5 separate regions of the Mus musculus genome follow, and all the other regions are linked to region 2. A link is a contact called in public HiChIP or PLAC-seq and promoter capture Hi-C data. All regions are on one chromosome and are shown on one strand. The core of a region is the stretch at or near the end of the contact, and the rest is flanking DNA. Distances in the headings are between cores, read along the strand shown.

The links. Promoter capture Hi-C pulls out the DNA fragments that hold promoters and counts their contacts. HiChIP or PLAC-seq counts read pairs in DNA pulled down with a chosen protein or histone mark.
Region 1: a contact with region 2 is called in an H3K27ac HiChIP or PLAC-seq map of microglia, with 4 times the contacts expected there. The contact joins the promoter of Shisa8 here to the promoter of Slc25a17 in region 2.
Region 3: a contact with region 2 is called in a promoter capture Hi-C map of fetal liver, with 4 times the contacts expected there. The contact joins the promoter of Snu13 here to the promoter of Slc25a17 in region 2. A contact is called at or near these places in 5 of 39 promoter capture datasets (embryonic stem cells, fetal liver, hippocampal neurons and 1 more) and 1 of 115 datasets of contacts at active chromatin or transcription factors (microglia).
Region 4: a contact with region 2 is called in an HNF4G HiChIP or PLAC-seq map of pancreatic cancer cells. The contact joins the promoter of Enthd1 here to the promoter of Slc25a17 in region 2. A contact is called at or near these places in 1 of 39 promoter capture datasets (pre-B cells) and 1 of 115 datasets of contacts at active chromatin or transcription factors (pancreatic cancer cells).
Region 5: a contact with region 2 is called in a promoter capture Hi-C map of erythroid cells, with 4 times the contacts expected there. The contact joins the promoter of Desi1 here to the promoter of Slc25a17 in region 2. A contact is called at or near these places in 1 of 39 promoter capture datasets (erythroid cells) and 3 of 9 other capture datasets (adipose tissue, liver and pancreatic islet).

Annotation. Positions count from the first base shown.
Region 1 is chr15:82,211,398-82,214,097 of GRCm38.p6, reverse strand. Shisa8 (shisa family member 8) reads left to right here and starts at 1,283. Exons shown (of 4, transcript NM_001207021.1): 1 at 1,283-2,209. The coding sequence starts at 1,686.
Region 2 is chr15:81,359,339-81,362,038 of GRCm38.p6, reverse strand. Slc25a17 (solute carrier family 25 (mitochondrial carrier, peroxisomal membrane protein), member 17) reads left to right here and starts at 1,274. Exons shown (of 9, transcript NM_011399.3): 1 at 1,274-1,362. The coding sequence starts at 1,309.
Region 3 is chr15:82,046,212-82,048,911 of GRCm38.p6, reverse strand. Snu13 (SNU13 homolog, small nuclear ribonucleoprotein (U4/U6.U5)) reads left to right here and starts at 1,314. Exons shown (of 3, transcript NM_011482.4): 1 at 1,314-1,425. The coding sequence starts at 1,423.
Region 4 is chr15:80,559,088-80,561,787 of GRCm38.p6, reverse strand. It overlaps Enthd1 (ENTH domain containing 1), which reads left to right and starts at 1,318. Exons shown (of 6, transcript NM_001163189.1): 1 at 1,318-1,784. The coding sequence starts at 1,436.
Region 5 is chr15:82,014,846-82,017,545 of GRCm38.p6, reverse strand. Desi1 (desumoylating isopeptidase 1) reads left to right here and starts at 1,326. Exons shown (of 6, transcript NM_134095.3): 1 at 1,326-1,668. The coding sequence starts at 1,581. It overlaps Xrcc6 (X-ray repair complementing defective repair in Chinese hamster cells 6), which reads right to left and starts at 1,177. Exons shown (of 13, transcript NM_010247.2): 1 at 1,071-1,177; 2 at 348-436. The coding sequence starts at 423.

The DNA of each region.
Region 1 (2,700 bases), core at 34-2,533, 850 kb before region 2:
AGGGTTGCAGCATCAGGAAGGTTGAGGACCTCTGATTTAGATTAATTTTGCCTCAAGGAATCCCCCTGCTTTGTCCTTAGTGTGTGAAAGGACACTATTTTGTTCTGTTTGCTTTTTGAGACAGGGTCTCAGCACATTGCCCTGGCTGGTCAAAGTTGTGAGCCCAAGTGGTCCTCCTTCTTCAACCTCTCCGCAAGCCTTCAGTACTGCTATGCCATTGCTGGCACCAAGAAGACCTTTTTGTTGTTGTTGGTTTTTTTTTTTTTTTTGTTTTTTTGTTTTTTTTTTTTTTCTCGAGACAGGGTTTCTCTGTATAGCCTTGGCTGTCCTGGAACTCACTTTGTAGACCAGGCTGGCCTCGAACTCAGAAATCCATCTGCCTCTGCCTCCCAAGTGCTGGGATTAAAGGTGAGTGCCACCACTGCCTGGCTCCAAGAAGACCTTTTGACCTTAACCATAGCAACTGAGGCAGGGAGAGGCAATGACTGGCATCAGGGTCATATTCTCCTTAGCAGCTCAGCGGGGGAGTGGTGGAATGGGGCATTGAGCCATGCCTCCTCATTCTTTCCCTAAGCTTGTGAAAGGACCTGGGAGTCCCAGGGAGTGAGAGTTGAGGACAGACAGGGGAGTACAACTGGCCTGGTCCCCAGGACCTGCTCAGCCTTCTATAGCAGAGGCCGCGGAGGGGAGCCGACCACTTGAGGGCTCTGGCCAGACTGTTTCCAGAACTGGGACATCCTAGGACCCCAGCCAAATGTCCAGGTTTTAGAATCAGGGCACATGCTCTGGGGCAGACCAGAGAGGGGTTGATCAAAGCTTGATTCTGCCATTTTTGTGTTGGGGGTCCTTATTGTGCCTTCCTCATTCATGTCAGGACCAGACACAGGAATGGAACATTGGGGCGTGTGTGTGTGTGTGTGTGTGTGTGTGTGTGTGTGTGTGTGTGTGTGTTTGTGAGTCCCTTCCCAGTGAATTCCAGGCTGCTTTGATCTCTATGCCTCTGTCCCCTTACTTAAAAAAGCAGGGAATCGCTCATCCAAGGTTGCCAAGATCCGAATCCCCAGATCTTAAGCTGAGCCCCCTCGAGGGCCCAATTCCGACAACAGTTTGAGGGAGGTCTTGGAGAGGGTCCCTGGTCGGGCGCGCTTGCTGCACTGACCTTACAGAACCCCTCCCTCCCGGCGCAGCGGCCGCGCTCCTCCCCCGGTTCTGCCTCCCTCCCGCCCTCCTCCCCTCGCTCCCTCCCGCCCGCCCGAGCCCGCGCCGAGCCCGCGCCGGAGCCGGAGCCGGAGCCAGAGCGCGGGCACCGCGGAGCGGGCGGCGGGAAGACAGAGGTGTCCGGCGACCCGCCGCCCGGCGCAGTCTCCAAAAGACCCAGGCCCCGCACGCCCTCCCGGGTCAGAGGGAGCTGGGGACTGTGCAGGCGAGCACTCGCCGCCCGCCTCCACCGTGCGCAGTCCGAGGTGAGCCCCGGAGGAAAACGCGCCCACCGGAGATCCAGCCCCGCGTACTCTACACCGAGCTCACTTGTGTCTGGAACCGCAGACGCACCAGGAGGCGTCGGCGGGGAGACTGCGCGGGCAGCTGGGCGACCGAGCGACCGGTCCCGGAGGGCTGGGGGAGCCTGGCAGAGCGGCCACGCGCCGAGCCATGCGCCGGGCGCAATAGCAGAAGGAGCGGGCTGCATGGAGCGCGCTGGGGCGCGGGGACAGCGCTGTGGCCGGCGCTCGCATGGGCTCCCGCTCGCACTCCGACTGGCGCTGCTGCTGGCAGGGTCGCCGTCGGGCCGCGCGGGGGCTCCCGAGGAGCAGGAGATCGCAGGGTCCGGTACCGTGGCACCGGCGGGAGGCGACCGCTGCCGCGGCTATTACGACGTGATGGGCCAGTGGGACCCGCCCTTCAACTGCAGCTCGGGCGTCTACAGCTTCTGCTGCGGCACGTGCGGCTACCGCTTCTGTTGCCACGACGGCCCGCGCCGCCTGGACCAGAGCCGCTGCTCCAACTACGACACACCGGCCTGGGTGCAGACTGGCCGGCCGCCCGCCCGCGCCCGTGACACCGCCGCCCCGCGCGACCCGGCCCGGGAGCGCAGCCACACTGCGGTCTACGCGGTGTGCGGTGTCGCCGCTCTACTCGTGCTGGTCGGCATCGGGGCGCGCCTGGGCCTGGAGAGAGCGCACAGCCCCCGCGCTCGGCGCACGGTGACCAGGTGAGTGCGCCCGCTTGCCTGCCCGCCCGTCCTGTCTTCACTGTCCCTAGCTGGCTCCAAATTTCACTGCAACTGCATCCTTCTGGACCCTCTAAATCTTTGGCCTCTCCGCAGTCCCTTTCTCTTTTTGTTTTGTTTTGTTCTTTTGGACCTCTCTCCCCCGTCTCTGCTTCACAGAGGGAGATAGATACCTGATAGCTCTCTCTCCCCTTGACCTTCCCTGCCTGTACTGGGCTCTGGATCCTCCTTGTGGCTCTAACCTCCTCTGCGGAAGACAAAAAGTCGCTGTCCAAGGAATGAGGCACGGACGATGGTCAGGAAAGCCACTGGACTGGGGCAGTTTTAAGGTGGTCGTGGGCTTAGCGAAGGGAGAGGATGCTTGCCGGGTTCCCTTGCTGCATCTCCCTCTCCCGCCCTCCTCCCACCTCCATCCATTTCCCCAACCCAGTGTGACTCAAACCTGACCTTCATTCCTTGGAATTTCAGAAGCA
Region 2 (2,700 bases), core at 25-2,524:
TGAACAGCAATGTGGAAATGTAAACTGAATAAAACCCTTTTCTCCCCAACTTGCTTCTTGGTCATGATGTTTTGTGCAGGAATAGAAACCTTAAGACTATCACAGTGGAAGGGTAAAATACTGACTTTGCTTTTAGATTTACCTTTATGTGCATGAGTGCATTTATGTAAGCAGTCCTGGATTCTTTCAGAGGACAGAAAGCTGTGGCGTCTGTCCCGAGGGACATAGAGGGTTGTGTGATAGCAACTGAAGAGCAAGCGTTCTTAGCTGCTGAGCTATATCTATACAGCCCCAAATTGTCAGTTTAAACAAACTATGCTAGAGGTTTAACTACCGGGCCTCAGAGCCTTGATTCTATATCTCGCAGCGGGTGTTGGGATGGCTGAATGGAGAAACGAAGGTTGGAGATATTGACCCACCCCCTTATCTATGGCTATCAGCTTATCCTGGAGGGTTGCTTTTGTTTTGACGCTGTTTCTATAGTTCTGGCTAGCCAACTCCACTTCTCAGCATCCATGGTACTGGGATTACAGGCTACGTTTTAGGGTTTAGGTCTGTTTTGGCTTTTGTTTTGAGACGAGTCTCAGCCCAGGTTAATCTCAAATTCTCTCTGTAGCTGAGGGTGACTCTGTACTAAATTCTTTTAACAAAATTATTTAGTCGTGTGTGTGTGTGTGTGTGTGTGTGTGTATGTCTTAGTGTGCGCGGAAACCCGAGAAGGTCAGACCCCCTGGAACTATACTTGCTTGGGATACTGGGACCTAAACGAGGATCCTCTGCAAAAGCAGTACTTGTTCTTAACTGAGCCAACTCTTCAGTCCCCAGATCCTCTTTCCACTTCCTGAGTACTGTGTTTACTGGTGTTTATGGTTTGCTGGTAGTCATGCTAAGCAAGCACTAACAACTGAGCCTGCCAACATATATTTTGCAAGGAACTGGGGTGCAGGAGTCATTAAGGACTTTTATGTCCTCCCGTTTTATGGGCTTGACTAACCAATTTAGTGTGCAAGCACACTGACAGACTGAGGGGCTAGGAACCTTTGCAGGGGGTGCTCAGAACACAGATCCTTCCATAGCCACTGAGCATTGCTCCGCCCCTTGACCGATCCGGACCAATCGATGTTCAGGGGCGTTCCTGGGCATTTCACACTCGCCTCCCCGGCTGTTCTCCCCAGCGAACCAGGGCAGTCTGTGACCCGGAAGCAGTCGTTCTGGTGGAGGCGGGGGAGACTTCTGAGAGGTGGGGCTTGAGACGGTCCTTTCACGAACCCGCACACTCTGAGGCGCCTGAGTGAAAAGTGTGGCACCATGGCCTCTGTGCTGTCCTACGAAAGTCTGGTACACGCCGTGGCCGGAGCCGTGGTGAGGAGGGGTTTGGGGCTTCGAAGTAAATCTCGGGATGGGTCGGGGAGAAGGGCACGGGGGAGATGTGGGGACCGAATCTGTCACAACTGGAACGAAAAGGACGGGCATAAATGGAAAGTTGCTGCTACAAGAGGGAGGGCGAGGCCAGGAGCCACCCTCTGCCGCAGTCCCCTCTGGACTTTCCCAGAGACTGTCTGGACTATCAGTCACAAAGGTCCAGAGGGAATAGGGAAGAAGATAATTGCTATTTTCTTTGCCTTCTGAAGTTTAAAAGTTTAAGGCCAACCCTTCCCTTACCCAACTCTCACTGCACACAAACTTCGTCCAAATTGGTCCTGCGGAAAAACTAAGTGTGAAGATGGGGTGCTTGCTGTAAGTCTACTGCCAGCCTGGTGTCACACCTTATCCCAGGCAAGTGGCAATAGCTAATGGAACATTCCTAGTCAGCCTTATTGCCAGGAAAAGATAGGGTGTTTGTTTGTTTATTTTTTAAGTCAAGATCGGTGGTGTTATGTACTACCTGTATAGTTACTGTGAGTTAAGTGCTTTGTTCTTCGATTTAGAGGTATCTAAGTTCCTTCCATTTGACACTTCCCTTTTCCCTGAAACTTCACATTCTTGGCACAGGTAACATTCCTCCTCTGGTTCTTTTCCTCAGACTGTTTCCCATGTTCTTCCCTAACTCCCAGCATGTACCTTTAGCCATGTAGAGTCACCGTGGACCATTCCTATCCATTCAGACAGCTTATGTTCCGGTGAAGAGTAATCTGAGTTTTTTAATTCCAATTCTATCATATGTTTACCAGGTAATCTCAAATCTCACGTTTGTAATCTATGAAGAGGGAAGAAAATATTACACTTTTCTTCTAGACCTTGAGAAGTAGGTGAGGGAATATTACATGGTGTCTTATTCAAAAGAGTCGCGTTCCTTTAAATCAACCAGAAGTGCCTTTTGCTCGTTATGAAAGAACTGGGGTGGAAGTTTGTTGTGACATGTTTTCAGTTGGTCATAGGGACCTGTTTGACTGAAGTGGAAATGCAAATGGGGGGCCAAATGATTCATGACTTTGTGTAGGAAAGGGTCAGTGGTTGCACTTACTGATTGACATTTCAAACCCGATCCTCTCTGCTGCCCTGTGGAGAGTAGAATACGGAAGGCACATCTCTCTCAGGCAAGAGATGGCTGTGACCTATTGGTGGAAGGGGTAAGAGAGCATTTGCCTGGAATGGATTTATAAGAACCACCAGGATTTAATGATAGCTTGGGTGTAGCTTAGGGTTGCTTGTGTCTGACAAATTTTTGACTCAAGGAACATGAATGGTCTTCCTCCCAAG
Region 3 (2,700 bases), core at 65-2,564, 690 kb before region 2:
GTCTGTGCATCACAGTGCCCATGGATGCTAGAAGAGGCAGTTGAATCTTTCTGTAACTGGAGTCACAAGTGTTGTCAGTTGCCATGTGGGTGTTGGGAATTGAACCCATATCCTATAGAAGAGCAGCCAGTGTGCTGAACCAGGGAGGCATCTCGCCAGTCTCTAGAAATGTTCCCTCCTGTTGGCAGTTTGAATCCATGTGGTTGCCTGACCCCCAATGCTAAAAATCTCAAGGTCCGGTTTTAGCTTTGCCACTGTTTGATTCCTGACAGTGGGCAGGCTTCCCTTCTTTACACTTTGTTCTCATCTGTAAAAATGAGGAACTATTTTGTAAGGCTCTTAAAGGTCCTCCCAGTTCTCAGCTCTACAGTTGTGACACAATGAGCTGAAATTGGCTCTAATGGTGGGGTCTGGGCTAGATCCAAATAGCCCCAAGATGTGTTTGGCATCATGTTGGAAAAGACTGAGAAGCCACGAGGATCACGGAAGAGCTCATGGGAGGGAGCGCTAGACTTGAGTTTATCCTTTCATAACGAAGTTTTGGTGCATCACTAAGAAAGGGGCAAGATGCTCAGAAGAAGGAAGCAGGTGTCCTACATAATTACTCCAAACACAACCTCCCTGTCATTCACTAACTAGCCCCCTAGTCCAATGGCTCTTGACCTACCCATTGCTGCAGCTCTTTAATACAGTTCATGTTGTGGTGACCCCCAACCATAAAATTACTTTCGTTGCTACTTCATAACTGTAATCTTGCTACTGTTATGAATCGTGTCTTCCGATGGTCTTCGGCGGCCCCTGGGAAAGGGTCTTTTGACACACACTCCCCAAGAGACTCACAACCACTGCATTATTCCAGCTAATTGTAGAAATCAACCTCCGCCTGAGAGGATGGTTTTGAAAAGGGTACACTATGTACTCAGAAAAAAAAAAAAAAAAAAAAAAAAAAAAAAAGCCTGGCGTGGTGGCGCATGCCTTTAATCCCTGCACTTGGGAGGCAGAGGCAGGTGGATTTCTGAGTTCGAGGGCAGCCTGGTCTACAAAGCGAGTTCCAGGACAGCCAGGGCTGCACAGAGAAACCCTGTCTCGAAAAAAAAAAAAAAGCCTGGTTATGAAATGGCAACCCTCACAACCCGTTGTACTAGTGTGCCACTTCCCGAGTGGTTTATTCACAATCTTTTGCCGATCCTAACTAGAACGCTAATAAAATCTGAAAAAACGCATCTCCCACATCCAAAGATGACTTCAGCACTCTCTTCTTCCGGGAAGGGGGCGGGACGCCGTCATTGCGCGCGCTCTGTGGCGTCACTTCCGCTTCCTGCCGCTTCTGAAGTGATTTCCGCTCCTTTTTCCTGCGCGGCGTTTCAGTCCCTCTTGAGTTGGGCTGTCGTCGAGTCGCGGCGAGACCGGCGCACCGCAGCCATGGTGAGTGAGCGCGGCGGGCCGCAAGCACGGGGAGCGCGGGCCGCGGGCCCTGTTCGCTGCGTCTTGGGGGAGGTGGAGCGCGTGCGACATGTCGCCCGCCCCGAGATGGCCGACCTCCAGGCCCGGGGCTGGAACTCCGGCGGCCCGCGAGGTCGTTCCTGGGGCGGCGGAGTGGAGATCCCGGGCAGCTGAGGTCCCAGGTCGCTGCGGCCCGGTGGGCTTTGCAGCCGTGGGCGTGCCCAGAGGCCGCGGCGAGGGGACAGGCATGGCGCAGCGTGGGAAAATGAGCGCCCCACGTGGGATGGTGAACGCGTGTGGAAGCCCGTCTGTTCTCCTTCTCGTTTTCTTTCTCTTTTCTTTTTAAACACTGGGGGATGAGGTGAAATCCCGGGATGCGAGGCACTCACTACCCACGTCTTCTCCACTCCCGGGGTTGAGGAAGGGGATCGCCGTGGGGTCCGCAGCCAGGGTCTGTCGGGAACTAAGACTTAGGGAATTCGGGGGCGCTTTTTGGTTTAGTTTGTTTTTAGGGGCTCATGGAGCCCTGGTTGGCCTTGGAACTCTGTAAACTAAGCTGGCCTTGAGCTCTCAAGAGATCTGCCTCACCAGTGCTGGGATTAAAGGCGCGTACCATCGCGCCCTCCGGACTAGGTAACCACCACCACCCCACCCTCGCCTCCTTTTTTAAATTTGGGGTCACATGGAATGTGAAGGAAGCTCAGGAAAGGCTCCCACCATGAGAGCGACCGACGCCTTCAGAAATCCGTGGTCCTGGTAGCCCCACGTGGGATGATAGCGTTTGAGCGTCTCCACTTTGTGATGGTGTACAGGGCTCCGTTTGGCTGAGCCCTTTCAGGCCTGGTGCGATTTCATCCAGCCCTTGGGTGGTCGGCTTTGTTTTCGTGCTCCCACCCCTGAGGTTTAGCAACTACTGACCGAGTCTAGAGTTTGAGAGAGAGAGAGTGGCTGAGCCAGTGTTGAACCAGGGAAGAGTTTTGAAGTGCGGTGCTCTTGGTGAACTCTGCAGCAGTTTGTCTAGGCTGGGAAGTGGGGACAACGGGTCGCTTGTAGCAGGCGGAGTACAAACATGCATCGCTTAAGGACGGGCGAGTTCTGGCTTTGGACATGAGATCTCCCTGCCTTGGCCGGCCTCCAGAATGCTGGGCTTACAGGTGTGTGCCACTACACCAAGGCTGGTCAGTCATCATTCTTGGATCCTCCTGATTAGACCAGGAGGCTGCTGCCATAGCAGATGTACTGCTTGCAGTAACGTTT
Region 4 (2,700 bases), core at 69-2,568, 800 kb after region 2:
GACTGCATTGGGTTTAAATCAAAAGGTAGAGGGGCTGAAAGGGTTAATGATCTGGTTTTGTTTTTTGTTTTTTTAAGGTGATAGTTCATTTAACCATGCATCTGAAAATTATGTTTTCCCTTGATACACAGATTAATCAGGCGTGAGCTAGAAGCTGAGGAGGCCAAGGAAACAAAACTAAAAATACCAAACAGTCGTTATGAGTTTGATTTTTTTTTCTTTCTTTTGGATGGGTGCAGCTTTGATAGCAAAATCTGATTATAGTTCATCTAGACTTCGTTGGGTCTGGATGCTCATCAGGGCTTGAAATCAATTTGGCACAGTGCCTTTGTCCCTGTCGGAGGTGAATCACCAGAGAAATTACAAACTAAGTGACTCACCTTCCTGCAGAGTAATGAAAAAGAGGAAGGGAGTTTCATGTAAATCAGAAACTGGTAATTCTCAAGTATCTTGCGAATTCTTAGGGCCGAGTACCGGTTTAAGTTTGAATGCGTTTTTATATTAACCTAAATGCTTCCTCTTCTATGTATGGGGAAGCTGTCAGACTCCTGCTAATCACTCCAGGCCTAAGGGAGTTCCTCACGCCATGTCATTTATAAATAGCACTTTGATACTGTTGAATGTTAAAACCACACCTTTTTTTCCCTGAAAGCGAGTAAAGAAAGTAATCGAAGCTTTCCCTCTAGTTTGCTAGGCTAAGATGCTGCTTTGGATACTGTGTTAGCTGTAATCCACAGGAGGTAGAGTATTTATCTTAACGCCGGCTCTCTAGATAGACCAGAGAGCAGCACCTACTCAGGTTTGATCAGAGTGCTTCATGGTTCTGCAGGGAACAGGGTTCTGGGTACGAGGAGGACCTCACACTCAATTTTCACCACCATTCAAATTATTTCCAGGACACAGTGTGTATAACAACAGCTTTTGTTAAGAAAGAGGTGTCAGAGTGCAAATTCCCCCTGAACTATGAATCTGTCTCCTCTGTGTGTACGTCTTTAAACTCGTACTCCTTGTCAAGGGAGCTGAGCAATATTTTCTGCAGAACCTTTTAGGAGCAGATAGACTACCTATATTCTCTGGATAGCTGAGGTCAGTCTTGTGAGGGATTTTCCCGTGTTTATCCTAAGCACACCTATATAGAGTCCTTTCCTTCCTCAGGCTGGTGATGTGACAGGCTTTCTTGGAAACTAAAATTTTTTTTTTTTTCAGACTAACTTGGTCTCCTGTAGACATTTTTTTTTTTTTTTTTTTTGAGGAACTTACACCACATTTTTTGTACTTTCCTTGCAGGAAATCGATACTTTACCAGGTGGAGATGAATCATTTGTGTTTGAGAGCGGCAGAACTTGGGACGAATCTGTCAGGCGCTCTGTAAACCAGTCACTCCTGACCCATCGCTCTCACCCACCTCCACCCCCTCCTCAGACTCACTGTAGCTATGTCATTCAGGAGGCAAGTGAAGAACTTCGTGAAAAATTACTCAGATGCCGAAAAAAAAGTCAGGGAAGCAACTTCCAATGACCCCTGGGGCCCCTCTAGCTCTCTGATGTTAGCTATCAGTGACATGACTTTCAATGCGGCCTCCCTCTCGGAGATCATGCACATGCTGTGGCAGCGACTCAGCGACCACGGGAAGAACTGGCGCCACGTGTACAAATCCCTCGCCCTGATGGACTACCTCATCAAGAACGGCTCCAGGAAAGTTATTCAGTATTGCAGAGAGGGCGTCTGTAACCTTCAAATGCTAAAGGATTTTCAACACATAGATGAAGCGGGCAAAGACCAAGGTAACAGTTTGTAAAAATTCGACAGTGTGCCTGTAAGGACAGGCGTGTATAGCAGTGTTTTAAATCTTCAACTGGAGCAAGGCGGTTCTCAATTTTTGAGTGCCTTGTGATGTAGCCTAGGCTGTCCTGAGCTTGCCCTCCAGTCCCAACCTCCCTCGCGCTAGGTTGATGTGCACCCTGTTATCACCCTGGGCTTAAAGAGTTGTCCTTAGATGTCCCAGCCACTGTTTTCCTCCGACCGCTGTGGTTCTCATTTCCGTCCTCTGATTGACTGTGGCACTTGGGAGAAGAGTGTGTTTGTTTTCAAAAGAGCACAGAACACACGCAGGTCCTGATCCAGTGACGCCTCACAGAAAAGTAAATACAGCAAATGAAGAGAGGAGACGCTGCCGTTTGTGTGTTGATGTCACTGTAATTCACGAGTATAATTAAGTCGGAATTTAGTCATAAACTAGGGAAGTGTTTCTAGGGACTCTGGAATCTCCGAAGGCTATGGAGATGAGCTCACTTAACTGAAGCACAGAAATTCAGGTCTTAAGATAATTCTGGGTGTAGAAAGGCGATGGCATAGGAAGATGGTATAGAGTATTGAAGTGGATTGGTGCCAAATTTGCAAAGAAAAGAGCCAACATTCCTTTCCTTTGTGTTAGAAATGCAAAGTTATAATTGTGCCTAAAGTGATAGGTTTTAAGTCATAAGAAGAAAATACAGTTCACTCTACTCTCCATGGTTACTGCATTTTAAAATGATAACTTTAAAGAAATGAAAAAATGAGACAAAAATAGTTTCTATGAACCCTTCTCCACCAAAACATCATCTCTCCAGTTTCTAAGATCAGTGAGGTACACTTGCTACAAGTGGCAGCCAGTGTTGACACTACTACTGATGTTCAGTTTAGTTGTATCATAGTTCTGTA
Region 5 (2,700 bases), core at 77-2,576, 660 kb before region 2:
GCACCAGACATGTACAGAGGTGTACACACATACATAAAATAAAAATAAGTAGATTTTTTTAAACAATCAAAAATATGTAAAAAATAAAGTGACAAATATTACCATGGACAGAGTCATTTATTGAAGATTAATAAATTCTCTATCGTGGTTAGTAAAAAAAAAAAAAGGAAAATAGGGTTAGGAATGTTCATAGAGTGAAATAGGATCTAAATAATAACTGTAAAACTCAAAGGGAGAAAAAATATTTTAGATTATCTGAGGAGAAAAGGGAGGGATATCAGACAACATAAAGTGCTCCCAGCAAAAAAAAAAGTACACAGCGAAAATCTTCCACACAGGCCACTTACCACCTGTGTCGGGGCTCTCCTCCTCCTCTTCCTCTTCCTCGCCCTCAGTTTTGTAGTAGGACTCCCACTCTGACATGTTGGTTTGCTCACTAGGTGAGAGAAGTTATGAATTTAAATGAAAAAAAAAAAAAAAAAAAAAACCAAGGCAGGTAGCTCTGTGGTAATGCGCTTTCCTACAGTGTACCCGGACCTATGCCACACACACCAGAAAAAAAAAGAGAGACAGACAGACAGACTTCTGGGTTCTCTTTAGATCTGTTCTAAATGCTCGGGTCACTAATAAAGAATGTGAATGATGGCTCCTGCTTCCTCCAAAGCTCTCCATATCATTGGAGAGGCAAGAGAAATGTGCATGGGGTCATTGCTGCAACAACCTCCCCTTGGCTATCCCTTAAGGATGCTGCAGGACCAAAATGGCTAGGGGTGAGGGCGAGGTATAACATAGCGGCTCAGCACTGAAGGTCCTATCTCGAGCTCCAACTGGACTGGGACGGTACTTGGTGCTCTGGCTGAAACATTCGTCTTCATTTCTCCCCCAACCTTCAGCTAGAGATTGGCTCAACCACCAGTCCTGTTCCGCCTTCTGGGGAGAAAGGAGCATGACCCAGGTCCTGCAGGTCGACAGCGCTGCTCCGTGGTGAGGCCAGGGGTCGCGCGACACTAAGCGTGCAAGCAAGCCACCAAGGCAGGCCTCATCCAACACATGTGGTGCGGCGAACCTACCTTAACCGCAGGCGGGCAAGCCACTGGGACAGCAGAAGGTGGGCACCACGTCCACGCGGGCTCCTTGTCTCTCGCCCAATCAGCGACGTTGCGTCATCACGCACAACACGCCCTTCGACCCTTCAAGCGGGCACGCCCACTCGCATTTCCCGCTTCCACCCCCTGTTCCCTAAACTGGAACGCTTGCGGCCAGAGAAAGCCCCGCCCCTCGCTTGAAGCTCCGCCCCCGAAACCCGTCAGCACCGAACGCACATGCGTGAAAGTGCGTCCCCGCCCCTGCCCCCTGTTCCGTGCGGAGTCTCTGGGATCTCTCTCTCTGTCACCTCACAGTAGTCGTTGCCGGTCGCGGGTGTCCGGGCGCGAGCAGCGCAGGGCCGCCTCTCCCCCGCCCTCAGGCCGGGCCCCGGCTCGGTCCCCCGCTCCCTCTTCTCCCCACCCCGGTCGGGTACCGGAAGGTCCAAGCCGCTGCCGGGTGCCCGAGGGCCATCGTGGCCGCCGCCACGGGTCCTGATGGAGCCGCCAAATCTCTATCCGGTGAAGCTCTACGTGTACGACCTGTCCAAGGGCCTGGCCCGCCGGCTCAGCCCCATCATGCTGGGTGAGGGGACCGGGGTCAGTGGGAAGAAGGCAGGTGGCCGCTGGAAGCGATCCACCGAGGGGGGTGGGGGAAGACGGGCCCATGGGTGGTAGGAAAGATCCACTAGGGCAAGGACAGTGAGGTGGGATTCCCTGAACCCCTGTCCAGCTTCATGATCTAAGCCAAGGAGACACACGCTCCGGCTGAGAGCAAGCTCCTCTTCAGCTAGAGACTGGGGCTAGCCGACTGATCTTGGTGGATTCCCCAAGAAGCCAGGGAACCCTGCTTCTTTAGCTCAAAGTAGAGAAAGTGAGGATACCTCCAGCTCGTGTCCCTGGTGGTGGAAGCAACACTGCAGACGAGATCCTCTGGTGTCCCTCGGAGCGACTGCCCTCCGCGCCAAAAGGAAATTCCCTCTGCAGTCCTTGGAGTGGATGGGAAGAGAGCGCTAGAGCGGTGGAAGGCTTGAGCCCTTGCCGGCTCCAGGTTAGGTCAAGTCAGGTCACCCTGAGCCAGATCTTGGAACTAATTACGTTCTGTCCGACGATGCAATTTTCGCTCAACAGTTAATTGCTTTTGACCAGATGGTAAGAAAGCAGTTCTGGGGGAGGACCGGATGCTGTATCGGTGAGGATATCGGTTGTGCTCAGTTCAAATGGTTTCATGCTGAGAGAGAAAAAGAGCCCTTCAGTGTAGGTCCAACTTCACTTCAAGTCAAATACCAAAATGTCTGTCATATAGGATTTGTCAGGCTTGTCATTTCAGGTAATGGTGGACAGGAATGGATTTCAGGGATTGAAACTGACATAGTTTTGCATCATTCAATAAATAGCTATAGTGTTTCCTGGAGACATTGGAGGAAGGCCTATTTCTTAAGGAACACAAGGGGCAGGGATCAAGGAAGCAAGGCAAGTTTTGAGGACATCCATTTGTGATGTGTCACTGAGTTGAACTTACTAATCCTTTAACCCTGGGGCAGCGAGTGGTTTCTAAATGTGGTTTCCCATCAGAATCATCTAGGATGTTCGTTAAAAACACAAATACCTGACTGAG